3 separate regions of the Zea mays genome follow, and all the other regions are linked to region 1. Evidence: chromatin contacts called from public Hi-C data. All regions are on one chromosome and are shown on one strand. The core of a region is the stretch at or near the end of the contact, and the rest is flanking DNA. Distances in the headings are between cores, read along the strand shown.

Region 1 (3,835 bases), core at 672-3,171:
GGCGTCAGGTATGAAGCCCTGAGCCATCCAGTGCCTGATGAGCCATTCCTTCTCGAACTGGAACTTATGCGGGATGATGGAGCTGTACGCGAAGCAGGGCTTGAGATGGTAATCCAGCTGCACGTAGCTCAGCCGTAGGGCTCTGTTGAAATGGCTGGTGCTGGAGTCCCATTTCTCCTCCCGCAAAATATCTGCCCACTTGCTTCTGTCGTTCTCCTGGCGCAGTCTAATGGTGTATCCCAAGCTTGCTGCTATGAAGGGTACACCCCTGCACTTGCGTAGAACTTCTTCCTTCAGTCTGCCAAAACAAACATTGTCTTATTGTTCTACCCAAAATGCGTTTAGGGGCCGTTTGGACCCTTTAATTTTAATAGAGTAGGCTATTAGTTTAGAATTTAACATTTTACCACTTTTTAAAGTTTAAATGTAAGCCTATCTCAAAAATACGTTGTGGAGAGATGGAAACCGATTTTATATATCTTCAGACTATATTTACTCTACAATTTATAACACATTCTTCGGCTCGCTTCTCTATATTAAAAATATAGCACATAAATATACTCTCTCTCATCTGACAACAATGGTATAAACAAATATATTAGTCTAAAATTATAATAGCTTAATCGACTCATGCCTAAATTATAATTATTAGAATGAAATTCAATTATAAAGATCTAAAGCTACAAAATAAAGTAAAGTTGTAGTGAGGATTTGAGAAGTACCTTGTGTCGTCTGGGACATGTGCATGATGCTCCGTGCCTTGGGCGCACTGGCTGAACAATGACAAGCAGTCCTCTTCTTCCAGACGCTGCAACCTGTGCGGGCCTAACGTACGAACAAGCCCAGCAACATTCTCGCTCCTCGTCGTCACTATGATCTTGCTTCCTGGAGCACCGCTGAGGAACGAACGCTTGAGCATGTCCCAGTCCTCCCAGCTCTCGTTCCAGTAGTCGTCCAGGACGAGGAGGTACCTTCTCCCTCGCAGCAGCCGGTCCAGGCTCGTGTGGAGGGTGTTGAGGCTATGGCTTTGAAATTGAGAGCACTGTATGGATTCTATGATAGATGAAAAGATCCTTTCTATGCTGAACTGATGTGTCACATGAACCCACAGCTTCAGCTCGAAGTGCTTCGCCACACGCTCGGCCTTGAGGACCAGCTGAGCCACGGTTGTCTTCCCGATGTAGGCCTCCCCCACGATCGGCAAGACCGCCACGACATTGCCGGGCTTCGGGTCAGGTCGAAGAAGCATCTCTACGATCTTCTCCTCATCGCCGTGTCTACCGCACACCACGGTCGGAGGAAGCAAGGAGGTCCGCTCGTTCCCGCCACCATCACATGGCTGACCATTCTGCGCTTGGAGGTCCAGGAGCATCTCTTGTATATTTCTGATGCCATCAATCCTGTCGGCAAAATCCTTGAACTTGTTCTCCATATTATGCCTAAACATCGCGCGTGAAGGATTCAAGACGGTAGTTACGGTGCTGTTACGCAGACGGGTGGCGGGACGGATCACCTTGCGGCGCTGGACCTCGTAGCAGTACTCGTCCAGCGCCTCCGACCCTTGGTAGCTGACGTCTTTCAGGCTGGCGAAGAACGCCTCCTCCGACGCGGACAGCTGCGTCTTCTTCTCGGCGGTCCCGAGGGCAGCTTGGATCATGCCCAGCTTAGAGACTAATTGCTTCCTCCCTTCCTCGAGATGGCGTTCAGACTGCTCCTCCTTCAGAAGGTACACCATGACCTGGTAAAGGGATTGCAGAAAGGCCGAGAGCAAAGCGTCATCCATCGCAGCGGATTGAGCTGCCTTCCTGAGGTATGGAAATGGAAGGACGTTCTGCTCTGCTATGCTCTCCTCTCACGACACGAGGTATGGGAATGGAAGGATGCTCGACGGTGCAGGAAGGAGAGAAGATGGCTGCAAATGCGTAGGGACCTCACCTCGTAAATAGAAAGCTGTGACCTGTGAAGGGAACGCTAACGAATCAAAAACGAGTGAAGACTTGGAATTTGTCCACGCAAGGTCAATTCTAAACAGCCAAGACCAAGACCCACCGTGCTACGTACATACGCAGTCGTGCTATGTATATACACAGTCTCGTTCATAGTTTAGCAAATGGTTTCGTTCATTCTATAACGATTCATTATCTTCTTTTTTTTAAAAAAAACTTGTGCTATGTACAGACGCAGCCGTGCTATGAGCTACATTGTTCTTGCACAAGGCTCTACATTGTTTTTGCACAAGGCTAGGAAAAAAAATAGGTCATACTAAGGTCTTATTTATTTTTCTTCTAGATTATATAAGCTGAATTATAGCGTAAAGATATAAAGATAAAATATCACTTTGAGACTTTAAATAACCTGAATAAGCTAACGTTGGATAGCTTATTTCAGCTTATTTGTGATTATAAAATGATATTTTATCTTTATACTCTTCCATCATAATCTAGCTTATATAATTTAAGCGAGAAATAAATACACCCTAAATATCATAATATATTGATCCTTCATGAGACCTTAGTTTTATCGGTGCTGCCATTCTGAACGTTTATGCTTTGGAGACCACCTCATTGCGCATACAAAATATCCAGTTGCTTGAGGCCGATGTTCAATCATCACAACAAGTGGAACAAGTTGGACTGTAAAAAGACAAATCACAACTTTCAGATGCTGACACACATTAATGGCAGCGATATTTTAACTGTTTTGAGATGCTGTCACGCAACTAGAATAGTCCTTCACCAGGGGCGGATGTAGAATTTTTTACTAATGATGTCACAGTGCAATTGATGTGTAAAAAATGTTCCAATTTCAATTCAATATGTACTACCATATAATGTAATATTAAGTCAAAATAACATTATTTAAACAAAGTCAAGATTTACCTCTCATAGAAGCATTCTGCGGGCGATTCTTCATCTTTTGAAAGCGATCAATTATAACAGCATCGGAAATTGTAGCTATCATGGCAGGCTCAACAAAGCAAATGATACAGTCATTCATAAACTGATTACCAATGCGATTACGTAGTATCGTCTTCACAATTTTCATTGCAGAGAAGCACCTTTCAACAGATGCAGTAGCAACCGGCAAAACAAGTGCTAGCTTTAGAAGACGTAGACCAGAGGAAAAGCAAGATGCTTCTTTGTGCCCACCATCAATTTAGCAAGTTCAGTAATAGTATTCAGATTAGAGAATCTTTCATCAGCTTGTATATTGTCAATGTAAATTGGAAGTTCATGAGCAAGATCCTTCAATTGCTCTGGACTGAAATCATCGAAATAGTGCTTAGCTAATTCCATTAAGCTCTCCAAATTGAAGTTGCCAAAAGAATCCTTCAGGCTAAGAGCAGCCATGTAAGTTAGCAAATTAGAATTTGTTTCACCAAAGCGATCATTGAACTCAATGAGTAGCAAGTCAATAACTGAGTTTAAACAATCCCATCTATAATGTTGATAGTTAGTTCGATTTGACTTTTTCCTTGGTTTATGGCGATCAATGTACTCCTCTTCCATGTCCAACTTTGGAATATCATGCTGTTCACAAAATGAATATATTGTCTTTATCAAAGATTCCCAACCGTCATCTCTAATTTGTTGAAATTTTTGCTTTGTTAATTTTACCTCTGTCATGGCCTCCAATATATCCTGATCCTTCCTTTGTAAACAAAGTGATAGAGAATTTGCATAGCCCAGGATCATCAACATCATGTGTAAATGAAACACAAAATCAAAATCCTTGAGATAATCTAGTAGCCCACGAGCTTGGCGTCTCTTTTTGTCATTTGGGCCATGCTTTTCCACATATTCAAGAACCTCAATAACAGAAGGAAACAAGCTAT
Region 2 (3,705 bases), core at 1,019-3,518, 130 kb after region 1:
CGCAACGGTCGGTCGCGCAATCCGTGGGCGACGCATGGCCCGCGCCAACGGTCGGCAGGAGGCACCGGACTGTCCGGTGTGCACCGGACAGTGTCCGGTGTGCCAACTGCCACAAATCTGCAACGGACTGTCCGGTGCGTCACCCGATAGAAGGCAAGGATAGCCTTCCTTGTTGGTCTCCAACGGCTCCTAGCTGCCTTGGGGCTATAAAAGGGACCCCTAGGCGCATGGAGGAGACACCCAACCATTCACTAAGCATTCTAAGTCTCCCACACTCCGTCTCCACGCACTTGATCGATTGTGTTAGTGATTTGAGCTCCGTTCTTGTTGTGAACTCGTTGTGCTTCATTTTGAGCTCAAGTCTTGGCTTGTGTGCGTGTGTGTGCTGCGGATTTGTGTGTGTTGCTCCCCAACCTTACTCTTGTGCTTTCATTGTGATCTTTGTTGTAAGGGTGAGAGACTCCAACTTGTGGAGATTCCTCGCAAACGGGAAAAAGAGACAAGGAAGAAAAGTCGTGGTATTCAAGTTGATCATTGGATCACTTGAAAGGGGTTGAGTGCAACCCTCGTCCATTGGGACGCCACAACGTGGAAGTAGGCAAGTGTTACTTAGCCGAACCACGGGATAAAAATCGTGTGTCTCTTGTGATTGCCTTCTTTATTGATTGTCTGTGTTCGCAAGAGCTCACAGACTTGATTAACTTGCACTAACAACTAAGTTTTGTGGCTATTAGTGTTGAATTTTACAGGATCACCTATTCACCCCCCTCTAGGTGCTCTCAAAAAATGGCTTAACATGCTGTGCTTGGGCCATTGGTTAAACATAATATCCAGTTAGGCTTGACTCGATGGCTTAAGGTGCCATGTTTGTCCTGGGCCTGTATCATATCGGGCTAGGTGAGTCAAATGGCCATGTATAATGGAACACATTTAGGTCCTACTTGGTAGGATTCCTCTATGGAAGAAACTATTTAGAGCTGTTTTAGTAAAAAATGAGTCAAAATTATTTTTAAAGGGGCTATAGATTGTGTCTCCTACAAAAAGGCTCCAACTCCTTCAGAGAAGCCCTTGAACAGAAACCCTAGCCCTCCATCAGCATACTCATCCCTATCTCTTATTTCAAACTCCACTCTATAAACAGTGCAGTCTACAGTGCAAAATAGACCAGATCGTGCATATAGCCACGTAAAACATGTTTTGCACTATAAACTACACTGTTTATATAGTGTAGTTTGAAATAGGAGGTGTGATAGAGAGTTTGCTGGAGATAACCTTAGAGTTAGTATACATGCAAAAGACTTTGGGAGAGAATTTGTTTAGGGGTCTTTAGGGTCAACACATTAAGGGCTAGTTTGGAAACTCAGATATTTTTAAGATCCCTATCTTTCCTAGGTGAGTAGGGGTGTTATTTGAATACGACACTTAGGGCTAGTTTGGAAACTTAAATCTTCTTCAAAATTGGACGGGATTGAGATGGGAATGAGCTAATTTCTCTTTTAATTCCCTCTAATCCTGGAGGAGACATGGGTTTCCAAACTGACCCTTAGAACTATTTTGGAAACCTAAATCCTTCTTGGGATCCCTTCCATTTTTAGAGTAAAGATCCACTTAGGTAAGATTTGAATAGGATATTTAGTTATTTATGGGGTTTCTCTCCCTAGGTTTTCTCCTAATTTCCAAACTAGCTCCCTCCCTAGGTTTGTCTTCGCTGATTATTCATATACCATTTTAAAGGTGGAGAAGATAAAAAAATATGTTTTTCGATCAAGGGGGTTAAATAGGGATTCGATGAGAGTTTAATAAAGAGACTAAGGGCTAGTTTAAAAATATAAATCTACTCTAGGATTTTGAGGATTGAATGGAAGTTAATTTAATTTCCTACTCAATTCCCGGGAATTCCGAAAGGGAATTATATTTTTCTCTCGAGAGATTCCCATTTTTCTAAAAAAAAATAAATTCATTTTACTTGGAAAAATGAAAATCCTTGAAAAATAGGGTTGCCAAACTAGCTCTAAGTCTAGTTTGACAACTCTACTTTTTCAAGTGTTTTCCATATTCCAAAAAAAAACTATTTTTCTCTTGAGAAAATAAAAATAACTTGAAAAAAATGGGAAAGTAGCCCTAAATAAACGTTTTCCTTCTGCCGAAAATGTTTCCTCATGAGTGGACCGACACTTTGTAGAAATTCGCTCAATAGCCCGGCTGACGTCACTAATTCACCCTCTCTTTCCGGCCGCCGCCACGGGCTCTCCATGGAACGGCTCAAATCGGCGGTGCCGCCCGACCTCCGGCGGGCCGTCGGCGAGGGCACGGCCGCCGATCTAGCTAACACCACCTCTCGCCTGTTCGCCTTCTTCGACAGCCTTCCTCTCTTCCACCAGGTAACCACCGCCACCCTACCCTTTAGTTTATCGATTCCCCTCTACCCAAGGAGACCTGAGCTTGGCTGCTAGGTCGCTGGGTCTGAATGGCTGTTTCCGACTGCAAGGTTATGCAAGAACTGACCGACCCCGAGCTTGCGTTGTGTCGCAAAGACAAGGTGAAGGCTGTAGAGTTGAAGGGCCACGGCAACGCGTGCTTCTCTAGGAGGGAGTTCGGGAAAGCTCTCAGGTTCTATTCGCAGGTTTGCGCCTACTCATTTGGAACGTGCGGATTTAATGTTCACATTGGTTGGTCGAAATTACGTAATGGCTGTAAAGCTGATTGATATTTTGTGAAATAAGAGTCAGGTGGTTCTTAAATCGAACATCTTTGTTTGTTGCTGTGTCAAGAAATCATATTAACGGGATGGAACAGTTAAAATAATCACAGAATAAACGGTATATATCTGCAACATTGGGATTGGTTGGTAAGCTTAAATGAGTCTAATGTTTCAGTGTTTCACACCAAATATACAATCTTTTGGATTTAACACTTAAAAAACAGATGTCTCTGTAGCTATGATTACAATTTTTTTTACCTATTGTAACACCAAAGTTAAGCAGTTGTGCAATCATGCTAGAATTTGCAGTTCATTAGATAGAAAAACTTATCAATTGTGGCTAGTTCATTATACTTTTGTAACTATGATTATAAAGAATCCAGTAGCTAACTTCTTTCACCAAGTTCAGAAGCAATTGTATTTTTCACCATTGAAGTTTGTGGACAGTTAGAATGTTAAAATAGTGGCATATTTACACAACTGATCCCCATCCATCCATTTGTAATGGTGGCTGATTGTTGAATATTATATCATGACAATAACAGGTTGTTTAAATTATATCTTGCAGGCATTGCGCCATGTCCCAATTAATTCGGGTGGCATGGATGTGAACTTGGTATCTTCATTATATGTCAATCGAGCCTCCACCATGCATGTTAGTCTTCCATTTACTTGTTTGCAGAATATGAACAGTGGACAACTTGGTGCCATTTTAGATTTTTAGTATTGAGTTCGATAAGTATTTGAGTCTGTTAGGCTGAAAATAGGACGTGAAGATATACTCATGGCAGGTGGATAGCAGAACAAGTCTATACCCACAGTTCCACAGTTTGAGTCAGTTGGTCAAGATTTTTGAAAAAATTGAAAAGCTGGAATTGATGTACTAAATGTGTTTTCTGCTACTATTTATTTCTATCACTGAAAATAATATTACTTTGTCCTTTTGGCTGAAGAGTTTCTGTATTCTAATCATTTTTTTCTCAACTATGCAGAAATTAGGTCTG
Region 3 (3,813 bases), core at 45-2,544, 230 kb after region 1:
TCATACACCGTGCTCGCTAGCTTCTTGCCGTACTCCGTGGTGCCGGCAGCCGCGTTCTTGAGAGTGTCCGTGTAGCTAGCGCCACCGCCACCGCCACCGTCCGCACCGCGCACCGTGTCCGCGGCCTTGTCTTTCCACTCCTCTGCTTTGGCGCCTTTCTTGCCCGCGCCCACGTGCGTCGGGTCGTCGGATAAGCTCATGGTCTCAAACTGCCGCACCACGGGCGTCGTACCTATGTCCTCACCCTCTGCAGATTAGCACATCGACGAGAAGGAAACGTGTCACTTGCGAGCGCAACACGAGTAGAGTGCCAAACAAAAGATGGAACAGAGTGCCATGATCGAGTTCGAGTCGGCGTGTGCCATACCTCGCGCGGTGGGCGTCGTGGAGCGCGGCGCGGCTGGATCCTCGACGACGGGGCCGCCGATATCACCGAGCCGCACCCTAGGTGCGGAGCCGTCGCCCTCCACCTCCTGCACCGCCGGTGTCCACGCCGGCTGATCGTACTCGGCGATGAGGTCCTGCACGGCGGGTGCCCTCGCCGACTCGTACACTGCAGACGGACGGATCGCGCAGACACGTAAGTACACAAAGACTTCTTGTGACCGAATCAGCCTAGCACCCGGTGCCGATTAACAGGTAGGAGCACTTACTCGGCGCGCCGTGCAGCTCGGGGTTGGGCTCCGGCTCCATGACGAGGGGCTTGTCCTCGACATCTTCCATGTAGCCGCCCTTCTCCAGCGCGGCCTCCCTCTCCGCCGCGTCCTCCTCCGCCTCCTCGCTGCTGTCGCTGCCGGCGTCCGCGTCTCCCATGCGCTCGCCGCCGCCGTGCTCACCGTCGTGGCCGTGGCCGTGGCCGGCGAGGGTGTTCTTGATCTTCTTCACCTTCTCCTTCACCTTCTTCAGCACGGCCGGCTTGTGCTGCTTCTCGTCGCGGTGCAGCTGGGCCTGGGCCTGGGCCCCGGCTCCTTCGTCCTCAGCTGCACGCGCGGCATCACAGAGTAAGGTGAGAGAGAGGACGCGTAGTTCTTAGTGCATACTAGCGATCGACTGGGTTGGCCGGCGGGGTCGTAGCTTAATAATAACTCACCTTCGCCGATGTTCCGGAGGCCGAAGTCATCGGGGACTTGCTTGCGCGCGAACATGGCCGGAGCGTCCATCGCCGTCGACGTCGCGACACAGAGCCGCTGTTTTTGGGATCGTGATCGGTGGTCCTGAATATCTGGCTGCTTATAGCGAGCTTGACTGGCAATGGCGAGAGTTGGTGCGTGGGTTGAGGGGTGCTCGACGATGAGGAGGATATAATAGGAGCGGGCCGGGGAGGCGAGGGCCACCTCGACGCACACGTGGTTTATGGCCGGGAGGGCAGGCGGACGCGTGGCGGGTGCAGAAACTGCCGTGCTTCGGTTGGGCTTGGGCAGGGAGAAGCGACTGGAACTTTGGAATGGGATGATCACGCTTGATGAGATCTCGTGGTCTCGTGGCCCGTCAGGTGGCGGCCTGGCGGGGCATGGGCACGCCGGTGGGGGGCATGCAACCCCACCGTGCCGCGTCGATCCTTTGCCTGCTTCAGTGCTTCTGCTTGTCGGCATACCGTATTTGGATGTTTGGATGAGGCCGGTTGAGGTGTGCACCCAGACCCTGATTTCTGCTCCTGGGACTCTGGAGGCTGCCTGGCTCGGACCTGGCCCCTGGGATAACTTTTCTCTCCTATCCGAGGCGGTCTATTGATCTATTCCATTCACTTCGCTTGACCAATTTCTGATGTGGCCTCTGGGCTGTGTGTGCCTGTGCACAGCCTGTTTGACTTCACTAGACCGTTTCTCCGGTGGGCTGTGCCTGTGCGCGGCCTGCTTCATGCGGAATTCTTTCTTCTTTGATGACATGTATGGGGAAATCTTTCTGTACTCCCAATTGCGCTCTTGTCTTGGGTGCCAGGGCCACTGCCACTGCTTCAACTTCAAGTACAAGTACCGGAGCACCAGGGTACGCCGGCCGAATATTGCATCGGAGTCACCCACGGAATAGAGCATGACAATATCTATGATCAAGTAGAATTGAACTTGAACATAGCGAAGCTCTTCCACGAGTTTTTGCTCTGCATATGTGCCATTCGTTCTGACATTTATATGAATTTTTATGCGTCTTTTTGACATAGAAGATATCACAACAAATTAGAATTCTAATATTAAACAAAAACATCTTACCAAATGATTTAAGACTAAAAATCTCAATGATGAATATTTATTCGGGCAGATAAGTGACGGGTACGGATATTATTTGCCGGATACATGTGGATACTTGATACTTGTTGGATAATGCATGAATTGCTTATTTATTAACTAGAATCTAGTTCGCGTGTAAGACAGTTGCACCAGGAGTATTGTATAGGCCATAAATCAGTATGACAATATAGTCCATGTCCAACACAATAGTTCGACTGTAATGACAAAATTCGAATCACATAATAATCTAATATAGCATAGGATATTTTTTTTCAAATGACATAAGATAGTCTAATGCGACATAAGATAGTACAACACATATGATATATAGTCTTTAATAAGATATGGGGTATTGGAGTTGATATGTGATGTATAGTCTGCTACTTTGATGTAAACTAGACATTATTTAAATAATTTCGACATGAATATGTTCATACAAAAATGTAATGTGCTACAAAGTTGTAGATCTCTTCAAGTTATACAACTTTCATGTAAACTATCTTTGTCTGAGTTCATATGTAAAAGTTATGATTATATAAAATATTATACAAGAAAAAAATGGGTACCCGAAATCCGGGTAACCGTATTTGACCTGATATCCGGATATTTACCGGGTAGTTCTCGTTCCGAATCCGACCCGAATTTGAAGCTGTCCTATCTGGGTACTAGTTGTATTCGTCCTAAATATAAAAGTAACCAAATTTGTATATGAAAAATTTGTATTTGTATAAAGTGGCGAAGGTAATAAAAGTAACCAAATCAAGAGGATGCACATGACTTTGGGATGTATAGTAATAACTTGTGATGCATATATAGTGAAATTGAGTCTAAATCACTAGTTTTACAAAATTTCGTGGGTACATGTGCATCCTCAAATTATTACCTTTGGGATGTAAGTAATAACTTGTGCATATATGGTAAAAATTGAGCCTAAATCACTAGTTTTGTAAAATTTCGTGTGTACATGTGCATCCTCAAATTATTACCTACTTTCGCTCCTGTTTATATAATTCATATCGTTACCTGACGGGTTTGTTATCCGTTACCTGACGGGTTTATTTGGGAGCTTGTTTGAAAGCAAGTGTAATAAAGGGAATTGAAGGGATCAAAATCTATTACTATTCAATTTTGAATAGTAAAATATTTTGGTCCCATCAATCCTCTCCATTACCATTGGCCCCAATCGGGAGGCCGAGAAGTACAACATGTGCATTCTCAAATTATTACCTACCTTCGCTCCTGTTTGTACACAATTCGTCAATTCGTGTCCGTTACCCAACAGACATGTTTTCACCCTAGGGCCAAGGCCCAAATCCACACTGATGAAACAGTCAGGATCAGGAACTTGGAACACAACGAAGCATTTCTGAGATAAAGCTGACAGGCCACTCTTTCCTTCTCATTTTCCTTTCTCCACAACACAATGACACCATGGAAATTATACAGCACAACACACTCCAGAGAGGGTAAGAAAGAACTATTACAACTCATATTACTGCACACACGCCAATGCGGAACAAAGAAAACGAAAGAATGTTATTGTGACGAGATCTACATGCTGTGTACTGTAACTCTTGAGGATACGGAC

What was found. Hi-C and Micro-C count contacts between places; a contact is called where the count stands out from the background.
Region 2: a contact with region 1 is called in a Hi-C map of tassel, with 5 times the contacts expected there. The contact joins the promoter of LOC100280288 here to the promoter of LOC100193721 in region 1. A contact is called at or near these places in 13 of 25 Hi-C or Micro-C datasets (bundle sheath, ear, endosperm and 4 more) and 1 of 3 datasets of contacts at active chromatin or transcription factors (leaf).
Region 3: a Hi-C map of bundle sheath shows a contact between it and region 1, with 4 times the contacts expected there. The contact joins the promoter of LOC103643388 here to the promoter of LOC100193721 in region 1. A contact is called at or near these places in 2 of 25 Hi-C or Micro-C datasets (bundle sheath and leaf).

What each region holds. Positions count from the first base shown.
Region 1 is chr1:230,911,770-230,915,604 of Zm-B73-REFERENCE-NAM-5.0, forward strand. LOC100193721 reads right to left here and starts at 1,922. Exons shown (of 2, transcript NM_001358872.1): 1 at 723-1,922; 2 at 1-298. The coding sequence starts at 1,783. It also overlaps the pseudogene LOC109942127.
Region 2 is chr1:231,042,502-231,046,206 of Zm-B73-REFERENCE-NAM-5.0, forward strand. It overlaps LOC100280288, which reads left to right and starts at 2,269. Exons shown (of 14, transcript NM_001153216.2): 1 at 2,269-2,381; 2 at 2,489-2,623; 3 at 3,270-3,356; 4 at 3,694-3,705.
Region 3 is chr1:231,143,794-231,147,606 of Zm-B73-REFERENCE-NAM-5.0, forward strand. LOC103643388 (apomucin) reads right to left here and starts at 1,295. Exons shown (of 5, transcript XM_008666551.4): 1 at 1,091-1,295; 2 at 654-980; 3 at 368-553; 4 at 1-247. The coding sequence starts at 1,160. It overlaps LOC103643389 (interaptin), which reads right to left. Exons shown (of 8, transcript XM_008666552.4): 8 at 3,589-3,813.